2 separate regions of the Mus musculus genome follow, and region 1 is linked to region 2. The links are chromatin contacts, called in public Hi-C maps. All regions are on one chromosome and are shown on one strand. The core of a region is the stretch at or near the end of the contact, and the rest is flanking DNA. Distances in the headings are between cores, read along the strand shown. Region 1 overlaps Ush2a (usherin). Region 2 holds the start of Esrrg (estrogen-related receptor gamma).

What was found. Hi-C and Micro-C count contacts between places; a contact is called where the count stands out from the background.
Region 1: a contact with region 2 is called in a Hi-C map of cerebellum, with 2.1 times the contacts expected there. The contact joins the enhancer-like site here to the promoter of Esrrg in region 2. A contact is called at or near these places in 4 of 484 Hi-C or Micro-C datasets (cerebellar granule neurons, cerebellum, cortical neurons and 1 more) and 1 of 115 datasets of contacts at active chromatin or transcription factors (embryonic hindbrain).

What each region holds. Positions count from the first base shown.
Region 1 is chr1:188,721,830-188,726,851 of GRCm38.p6, forward strand. All of the region lies in intron 39 of Ush2a (usherin), which reads left to right. Among named protein-coding and RNA genes, the nearest start is that of Gm25269, 36 kb to the right of the region's middle. Within about 2 kb of position 3,477, at least 2 of the 459 cell types and tissues checked have an H3K27ac peak or open chromatin away from gene starts, as enhancers often do. A contact at or near this core is called in cerebellum, where this site is marked.
Region 2 is chr1:187,996,308-188,001,916 of GRCm38.p6, forward strand. It overlaps Esrrg (estrogen-related receptor gamma), which reads left to right and starts at 1,520. Exons shown (of 7, transcript NM_011935.3): 1 at 1,520-1,745. The coding sequence starts at 1,690.

The DNA.
Region 1 (5,022 bases), core at 2,227-4,726, 730 kb after region 2:
GAATATTTTAACCACAGAGGCTCCAAACCAAACCTTGTACTTTTAAAAAGTGGGTAAGGAGCCTCTGTGGAAAGAGAAAGCTAAACAGAAAACCCTTTCCTTATTTTTAGCCTTGCAAGCTAAACCTGAGTCACATGAGAGGGAAGGGAGGTGAGACTTCAGCACCGTGGGTATTCAGCGAGCTGATGACGATCATCCGAAATAAGACTTCTCAGACTATATACGATGTAAATGTGTGTCCTTGAGGGTGCTTGCATTTAATAATTAATATTACACAGCAAACACACTCTTATATGATTAGTGTACTTTAGAATGTAAAGCCTTAACCAGCATCCTTAAGACAAATCTACGCAGAGGAAAGTAGAAATCTTTTAAATTGGTGTTGAGCCTGCTTGTAAATGATTGTGCCAGAGCCAAGTAACTACCACCTTGGGCATTTCAGCTGTGCCCCATTTCAAAGATGAGACCCAAGCTAGGCTTGTAGACTATTAAGTCCTTTCAGGGAGGGGGGGGGTAGGTCACATGACTCTCAGGTGAGTGTACAGCCACTCCCTGCCTGGTCTGAGCAACTATACCTTTATTACTTGTGGTCTAGGGAAGGGACTCGAGTATGTAGGCTGTGGGAAACTAAGAAAGGGAGACTCCATCCCTGCAGCTATGGGAAGTCCTTGGCCCTGTTGGGTAAAGGCTTTCCAGGTCCAGCCTGTTGGAGCAGGAACATGTACATCCCTGTAAGTAACCCCTCACCTCTGCTTTGGAAGGAAGCTCAATCATTTCCTTGCTCCCTAGAGTGAGTTCTAGCAGAACTATGCCTTTGCTTGTTGTTGGGACCTTAGGAGAAGGGTTTGACATTGCTTGGACTTCCCCCTGGGAAGACATTTTAGCAACAGTGCTTAGATTATATTCCATTAATGAAGAAATTTGAGATGCACCACGTGATCGTTTTGTTTCCAGATATCTTCCCCAAATGCTCTGAATATTAAGATGCTGCCCCGTTTTACACTTTCAAGTGTGCACATGAATATCTCTTCTACAGACAAAAAGGAGCCAAGGACAAATGGACCATTTTCTCCTTATATGTGTGGGCCTTTAGCTTTGTGTATGTCTATGCACCACACATGCATGCTGGTACCCATGGAGGCCAGACAGAGTACTGGATCACCTGGAAGCCTGGAACCGGCATTACAGGGTGATGTGAGCTTCCATGTGGGTGCTGGCAATCCAACTCGAGTCCTCTTCTAGAACACAAGAGCTCTTACCTGCTGAGCCATCTCTGCAGCCACCGAAGTCCCATAATTCTCAATACCAAGAATGAAAGTCTCTGCATGTTTGTCCCTATAAGCCCCCCCGCCCCCACTGCTTGGATCACCACCCCAAATTCTTGCATTTCCAAAATTAATAAGGGCACGTATTTTATTGTTATTTCTTAATTCTTCTTTTATAATCTTAACATTGGATGAGTCTGTTCTAGCTATGTGAGCAACAAAATCTTTTTAAAGGATGAATGGAAAATTGCATTCACCTGGCCTCAGTCTCCCACCCTGAGCTCTTAAATCCCCTTTGAGCACATAAAGCAGCTCTTCTCTTGCAAACTTGATCTCCAATCGCAATAATCAGATAAAAACCACATATAGAAGTAACAAGAAATCCACCCCGTCCAGCCTTTCTTAGTTTAATAAATTAATAAGTAATTTTTATCACACTTGCCCTATTGCTATGGGTTCATCTTTACTGAGAGCCCATTCTATATCAGACACCTGGCAGTAACTTTATGTTTATTCTGGCATTTAAATTATGCTATATTTGAAATGTTCTCAAAATATTTTTAATAAGCATTTTTGTTCTGAAAAAAAAAAAACAGACTATTCATGTTTGGAAGTTCTCAGTGGACATTGTAAGATGATAATTTGGTAACTACCACATACAGGGCTTAAACAGCCAGGGTTAAACTTTCTCCAATCTTCTTAGAGAGTTCAAGCGCCTGAGAACTGCTGACCATAAACAAAGGTGGGTGTTTGTGTAATCATTTTAAATAGATTGTTACATGCACTATCTGGAACATTCTAGAATACTAAAACCCTATGTAGATTCTTATAGTAATGCTATCTCATTCTAATCATAATCCTCCCCAAAATAATACCTTTCCAAGGTTGATTAAATAAGAGCCTATAAAAGATGGGCATGGTCTAGAAGAGCAGCCAGTGTACGTCGGGGGTAGGCAGGAGTGTCAGGAAAGAGCCCTATGAGCAGAGCTGCCTGTGTTAACCCAGGTACAGCCGAGTCTACATGGATAGCTGCCTTTCTGACAGATATCTACAGCATGGGCCTTTCTCATGTCAGCAAAGCACATTTTCTCTGCAATCCAAGATTGTCCATGGAAGCACTCGCTGCTGTTCACCTCATCCTATGCCCCTGTTCTAGATAGCCAGCCATCCCTCCTGACCTCCACGCAGCCTAGTCTCAGGAGAACGAGGAACGGAAGGTCCTCGGGAGTTGCTTTCTTCCCTGCAGACTCTACAGCACAGCCCTTTCTACTCCCAATGGTAGCTAGAAGGCTGCTGCTCCTTCATTAGCTCGAGGAACCTCCTGCTGGAGTTCCCCACCCGAGTCACTTGTCAGAAAGCTGAGAGTGGACCATGTGCAAGTCTGCAGCTCGAGTTTTGCGTATTTGTTTTAGGGGTACAGACGTGATACCAGCTACATTATTGCAACATGAGTATTTCTTTCTCTTTATTCTATTGGTCTTCCTGCACTTGGCTCTTTCATTATAGCTGTCAAAAATTCTTTGGAGGAAGTTGTTGGGTATAAATAATAAATTGATGAAAGAATTCATGATTAAAGAGGAGACAGAGGCTGCCATTCTAGCTAACACATTGCTGGTGAATATTGTGGCTATCTTAACAACTGGTGTGTGATGTATATTTGTCTAAGGGCCATCTGTATACGACCCCCATGGTTTTTAATTCACTGGCAAATTTAGGGGTTATTCACTTAGGAGTTAATTTTACTGGAAAGAGTTTTTAAACTCAGTGTGGTTCTCTCTATGAGAATGCTAAAATATTAGCTTGAGGGCATTTGAGAATGTAACAGGAAAACCGCGGCCATCGTTGCGAACTCCATAGCAAACAAGTGTACAAGCCTTCTCATCCTAAACCACTGAAGACCGTGTGCACCCTCAAGTCGGGAGCCATTGATAGTGTTGGACCTATGCACACACACCCCTCCATCACACACCCCCGAGATTATTGTGAAAAGACCCATGCCCCTTTCTTAACAAGGTCATGACTTTCTGTTAGGCTGGGGCAGAACCTGGCCAGTGAGCCAAGCAGTTTCCCACTAAGATCATGTAACTTGCCAAAATAAGACTGCTTTCAGTTATTAATGCCAAGACGAGCTCATCGGAACCAGGAGTCTGTGATTTGACCAGAGAGGAGGCTCCTGTCCCTGGCTCCAGGGGGGGATGCTCTCTAAACAATTACGCCCGCTGGAGAGAGCTGCTCCCTTGTATCTTCATCACTGGGTAGCTGAGCTGTGAGCCTGTCAGATTTCCTCATCTCCCCTCGAGTGACAGCGGCATTGACAACGTGTTATATTCCACATTGATTTTACAGTTAAGGGTCTGATTGTGATGTATAAGGATTTTACGAATTCAGCTGAGAGGCTGACTTTTGCCTTTTATCATTCCATTAAAATTTTATAACCATCTTTTTCATGTCACTTCACCCATGAATTCTTACTTTAGAAAGTGATAGCTACTGCGGTGAGCGTAACTCTCGCCGTGTTCACGGCTTTTTATTGTATTAGCCAACTACCCCAATTACAGTTATTACTCATGTTTTACATAATTGTGGTGACCCTTTCAACGGAGCAGTAGCAGGACAGTTGATTTGTATATAGAATTAGATGATCCTGCTTATCATTTTAAAGCACGAAATTGAAAGAGTGCCAGAAGTCAGGTTTTAACACTTCCCTAGCCAAAGGAGCTAATTAAGCCAAGTCTGTTTCTCTCCAAGCTGCTTTAAAGGACCCTTCTGCAGTGGAAGCAGGGACTGTACTCAGCCTCCCCAAGAGAGACGCTAATAAAATGTATGCAGGCTTTGGGGAGCGGGGATCATGAAATTGAAATTGAATGTCCCCTCTTCCCAAGATAAGAGGTCTTTAAGGAAGGGCTGTGTTCTGTGGGAGTTTGAAGTGCGAGTTGGGCTCATTATCATGGATGTTTTACCTATCGCACATCAGCATCTTCCAGAGAAATAAAAGGCTTTATTCTCATCACAGAGAACAAACTACATCCTTGTTGGTACTTTTCCCTGAAGAAGCTCATGGCTTGATAGCTCACAGAGGAGGGAATAATTATGTGAGACCCTGATGAAAACCTGCTCAGAAACATTCCGATTTTTAAGTGTATCTGATTCTTCACTGGGGAGAGGGGGCGAGATAGGGTTAGACTGAAGGCTTGAATCTCCACCATCGATCTTACAAGCTCCCATATCAGAGGAATTTTTTTTTTAAGATTGCAAAACAATATTCATAGTTTGCGAGAGTCTCACTTACTCTTCTCTGGGAAATAGCTAACTGTACATGACATGCCTGGCTAAGAAAGAGCCTTATCCCCATGTTGGTATGATAATTGCTTCGGTACCTGTGTACTGGAGAGGTGAGAAGAAATGTCACCGAGGCATTCAGATGGCTTTCAAATAGAAGGCAACAACAGAGCAGCCTGGGGAATTCCCGCACCAACATCACTAGGACACCAGGATTTCTCTCTCCACAAAGGACTTGTGACCAAATTGTCACAAATGTCACAAAAATGGTTTGATGTCGGGTCCCTTCAAAAGACGAATTAGGATTGTACCATGAGTCCAGTTGGTGACTAAAACGTGGGCCACTCTGTTTGAAAACACCCTTTAACTAGCTATTATCACAGCCACTGGCTTCACAAGTCTGTGGCTGCTTTAACACATAGACCTCGGTGGGACACTGAATCACACATTCACACTCAAATCAATGCTGTTTTAAACA
Region 2 (5,609 bases), core at 270-2,769:
ATATATATATATATATATATATATATGTATATATATATATATATATATATCGCCTATAGTTTAAAATAGAGCACAAGAAATTCCTTTTTATATGAGAATTAGAAGCAGCCCCTACACTATTGTAACAGGAAAAATAGTGTTTTTCTCTTACATTGTTTCTTACACCTTTGACTGAGTCACCATAATTTTTGTCTATTATTATCTGTCTGAAACTGCTTCTTGTAGGCCAGGCTGAGGGGCAATATACAAAATATTCCTGAGTTAATTTTTTAAAACAAGCCAGATGTGCTATGTGTAGAAGATGTGCTTTACCTCAGTGCCAAATATTTTGGATAAAATCATATCTACATATAGTTTTGTTTATATTCACATGTAAATATGAATATAAATATAAATATTCACATACATGAATATGTCTCGTGTATTGAAATAGATACATGCTTCAGGATACTTTCAGTGCACTGCTTCATGTTCTTGCCACAAAAAAACAAAAAAAAAAAAACAAAAAAAAAACAAATGTCTGTTGATTTTGCGCAAAGTACACTGATATTCAAGGCTCTTGTTGCCGCTCCCTGTCCCTGCCCTCAGTCTTCAGCCCAAACCTGAAAGTGAAGCAGCGAAGCAGACAGTGCAGCCTGAATTGTTTACCTTTGTTGTGAATGGCTGTGCCTCATATATCAGAGAGAGAGAGGAGAGAGAGAGAGAGAGAGAGAGAGAGAGAGAGAGAGAGAGAGAGAGAGAGAGAATGAATTACCCACAGAAGCACAGGCCCTCTCTCTCCAACAGTATCCGCGCACTCTTCTGTACTTCTGTGTTGCTAACTTCCACCCCAGAGGGGTCGACCAGTCCTTAGGCTGAAACCATGTCGAAGAAAGTCGTATTTTATTTTTAAATGTTCTTTATATCAGGACACAGCAAGGAAAGGTATTGGTAGAAGTTAAGGAGACAGTAGAACACACGCAGCAATAATATAATAATAATAATAATAATAATAATAATAATAATAATAATAATAATAATAAATAAGTAAAACGCAGCCGTCCCCGGGGTTGAGAACTCAGTACACAGAATAAGGCCAGATAAACTTCCTTCACCACCTTCCGCAGAATCCTTCGGCCAAATCTATCGAATTGGCATGAGTTCTTTGCAAAAACAAAATAGGTCTGAGGTTAGAAAAACCAACCATAAATCTCTTCAGCGTAGAGTGAGTTAAGTTAGTTACGCTTGATATTTTCCCCTTTCTTTCTTTCGTTCCCTTAAAAAAAAAAGCTTCTCAGGGGTGTGTGAGGGTAGGAATTAAAAGAATAATAAGGGGGAAGCTGCGGATCGCTGGGGCTTTTGCAGCCGGCTGCAGCTTTGCCCACCGTGCTCCGGGCAGGCGTTCGCCCTGCCTACCTGCAGGCTGCGGCTCGGGCGGCTCGCGTCGCCTCCCTCCTGATTGGGCAGCGGCCCCCCAATCAGAGGCGCTCCTGGGCCGGTGGGACTGCATATGTAAAGCCCTACTTCATATTAATAAGCTCCAATCGGGGCTTTAAGTCCTTGATTAGGAGAGAGTGTGCGAGCCTCGGTCCCAACTGGCCGTGCCTATGGGCCTGTCACCAGGAGAACGCGTGTGTTAATTGCACCGGGCTCTGTCAAGGAAACTTTGATTTATAGGTGGGGTGCACAAATAATGGTTGTCGGGCGCACATGGATTCGGTAGAACTTTGCCTGCCTGAATCTTTTTCCCTGCACTACGAAGAAGAGTAGGTACCTCTTTTTTTTTTCTTTCCTTTGCAACTCGGCGTGGGGGTGCGTGTGTGCGGGAGAGTGGACCGGGCAGCGTGTGTGCACGCGGATCAACGTAGTGACCTGGGTGTTTGGTGCGTGTGGGTGCGTGATGGTGTCTGTCTGGTGCCTTTTGTGTGGAGGGTGATCTCCTAATTCAGTAAGTGGGGAATTGTTCTCCGACTACTGTGTTACCTTTGAGGCAGCTCTGTGACTGTCACTAAAACAGCTGGGTGACAGTCACTTCTCTTTCAGGTGCTAAGAATAGGCGCTGGGCACCATTGCTCAGTGAACTGTTAAAATGCATCTTTTACCCAGATCCATTTTCCCCAGGAAAGATGTTTTAAAATACAATATTCAAAATGATTTATACTACTGAGTGCCTCTTATGTATTTGCAGTTTGACAGATATTTGAAACTCCCTGTCACCCTTTACTGCGCAGAGTTAGAGGCAAAATTGTACATTTATTAATTCTCCTTCAGAGGACAATTTAGCAACTAGCCCCGTGCTGCTCCGAGCCAGCGTAATGGTATTTGTGTGGTTAGCATTAACTCAGTACTTAACTGGCAAATCAGTCCATTAAGTAACATGAGATTTTCACACATTATAAATATTTAAAGGGGAGAAAACTGAAGAAGAAACAGTAGAGACTTTTCAAAAAAAAATCTTCTCTTAAATAGACAATGTGCAGGTCCTGAACTTGGTTATATATATATATATATATATATATATACAATTATATATACATATATATATGTATGTATATATATATATGTATATATATGTATATATATATATACATACAATTATATATACATATATATATAATTTCTTTAAACCCAGTTCACTGATATTTATGAATACCTTCTTGGATATTCTATATATTTAGATCATTAAAGGTCCAGGGTAGGGGTAGGAAAAGCAAATTGGACTCTTTTGTGTAAATGAAGAGGTCATAAACTTAACTTCAACCCACTGTTAAGATAAAATATCCATGGACCACGGAAGCTGACACTGGTCTCTTGATTTCTGTTGAGTCAGTTATATTGCTTTTGCATTACAGTAATAGCAACTGTTATAATTTTTAAAAGAGTGCTCTTGGCAAACCTTTCTCTTGGGAGACTGTGAAGAAAACAGAACTCTGAGCGCTGGGGCAGTGTGCTGGTGGTAGAAGTCCACTAGCTGTCCTCAGCCACTGCCCTTTGCTTTGCATCATAATCAAGCAGGACCTAGAAGTGGCTTGTAGTCTCTGGCTGCCTGTGTGTGTTTGAGTCTGTGTGTGTGTGTGTGTGTGTGTGTGTGTGTGTGTGTGTGTGTGTGTGAGAGAGAGAGAGAGAGAGAGAGAGAGAGAGAGCGCACACTCTCACAAGAGAAGACTAGGATCCGAAACACCGAGAGGCTGTCTTTGCATCTGTTTGAAACACTTGAGCAAGAGCCAACCTTAAAATGCTCAAGAATAAAAATGAAATACAAACAAAGGTAAGACGGCCCAGTCCAGCACGGTGCACCTGGGCTATGGAATGGGAGAATGAGAAATGTCTTCATGTCAGTGAGAAAGCCTCATGCTCACTCGGAGTCTGAACTTTGCCTCCCAAATAAATAAATAAAGCAAACTTTAAATATTTCTCCAAAGGGTTCATGGAAAAAGGAGTTTCCTTGCATTTAACTTCTTATACCTAATTTGAATAATTAGTTTAGATAAGCCTCTTAGAGCAGATGCATTTAAATGAAAGCAGGGCACATGTCCTTTTGGCGTTGGCGCAAGATTCAAACTAGCTTTTCTCTCTCTCTCTCTCTTTCTTTCTTTCTCTCTCTCTTTCTTTCTTTCTTTCTTTCTTTCTTTCTTTCTTTCTTTCTTTCTTTCTTTCTTTCTGGCTCAATTAAAAGTCATCTTTTAAAAACACAGATTTATTGTGTGGGTGCAGTTGTGGCGGTTACGTGGTTCACTGGACAGACGGAAAGATCCAGGGCTGAGCAATGAATGCATCTGCCTCTCTGTCTCAATTAATAAACCACAGAATTTATACATGCTATTAATATTCATAGTAATTGTGCTGGTTTCAACCCCATCACGTGTGTATACACAGAAATGAAACCTGAGTTATGCAGTTTCCAAGGAAAATATTGGACCATTTCTGCTTGGGAGGCTGTTAAAAAGATTCATGCAATTTATTGACCACCATTAAGAGAGCTTAAAATGTTAACCTTTAACTATGTAAGTACATACATTTTTTTTTTCGGAAAGGCGCCAGCACTTTCAAGAGCACAATGCTGTAACGCTTGTTTCGCATTGAATAGCAGTAATAGCTGATAACATAAATAGACGGAAATAAGTATCTGCTGGTTTTGACATATGTGTCTGTGTAATCATTCTAAATGAGTGCGCTCCTCTCACGAATCCCTTTCAACCTCTGATTAAAATGTAACATTGACTACAGGATTATAGAGCGGACTTAATTTTACTGACTGTTTTAACAGTTGTCACAGCTGTTGGAAGAAGGCAATTGAAACACTCCAAAACCGACAGGGAGGGGAGGTGGCAGTTTAGGAAATATCAGCTTTGATCATTGAAATCCAGACAGTGAACATTGAACAGTTTTGTGTTTTTAAGGATCTCTGCGCAGAGCGATGTGCATTTTATTGTGTATGCTTTCCTCTGTCTGTTTTAGGGTGTTGATTTTTATTTTCCCCTCTGACTCATGCATTCTTAGGAAAAGCTAACCTGAATTGAGACAGACTTCTTCCAAAGTAATACTATCATGGGGAAATATGAAGAATAAAAATAAGAAAGAATTCTGTATATAACCACAGCTACAACAAAAGCCTAAATCATAATGGATATGGTTACTATATATATATATATATATTTTTTTTTAAAGGAAAAATAGGAGCCTGCCCTAAGTTCCTTTAGATACCATAGAATTTGAGAGTCATCAAGAGATACTTTAAGTTTATTTTTCTGAGGTAGAATACCCAGACTCCAGACTTGGAACTCTACTTTCTGTCTTGATCCTTCTCTATAAATCTGTTGCAAACACCTGCAGCCCTCAAGGTAGGTGGTGTAGGTAGGGTCTTCGGACAATCTCTCGGTAAATCTCTGGAAATGACAGCCAGCAGCAATTAGTGTTCTTTGGCTGTAAAATCCTATAAACTTGCCCACCACAAAACTGAACAGAACATTTCTGTTTTTCAAAGAATTAAATAAGTATGATGCATGATCTAAACTATATATGTATATAGTGTAAATTGTGTGCGTCTAAATGACTTGCATTATGGAACTCGTGATTTATTTATTTTCTTCTTGAAGTAACAATTTTTTTTTTAAAGTATCCCCGAGTTAGTGGACTACATGTAGAAGGGGGCGGTGACAGACACGTTGGCTTCCTTAGCCCTTTGTGTTAGGGTATGTGGGCATTACCCTGTGCACATTTGGTGGTGAATTTAACCATCTTCCCATCTTAGCAGAGGCAAGGGTAATAGTGGGGGCTCGGTCTTTTCTACAGAGACGGCTTCTTGTCTTAATGTGTTTGTATCTGTGCAGTTTTATTTACTGAACCTAGTGTGTTGCAGTGGTGATTAACCCATGTTATTAGCAAAGCCCTTGTGGACAGCCATTAATTCTCTTGCATGGATGATCATTTTTCTAGCGTTTTTCCCCCCAATAAGGTAGCGCTGTTCCATATATATATATATATATATATATATATATATATATATACACACATACATATATATTCTACATTGATAGTCTTTGATATATTTCTTTAATTTAATCTGACCTGTAATGTATAGTGTCTACTTCTTGGAGAATGGTATTAAAATTCAGCTTTTAAAACTGCTA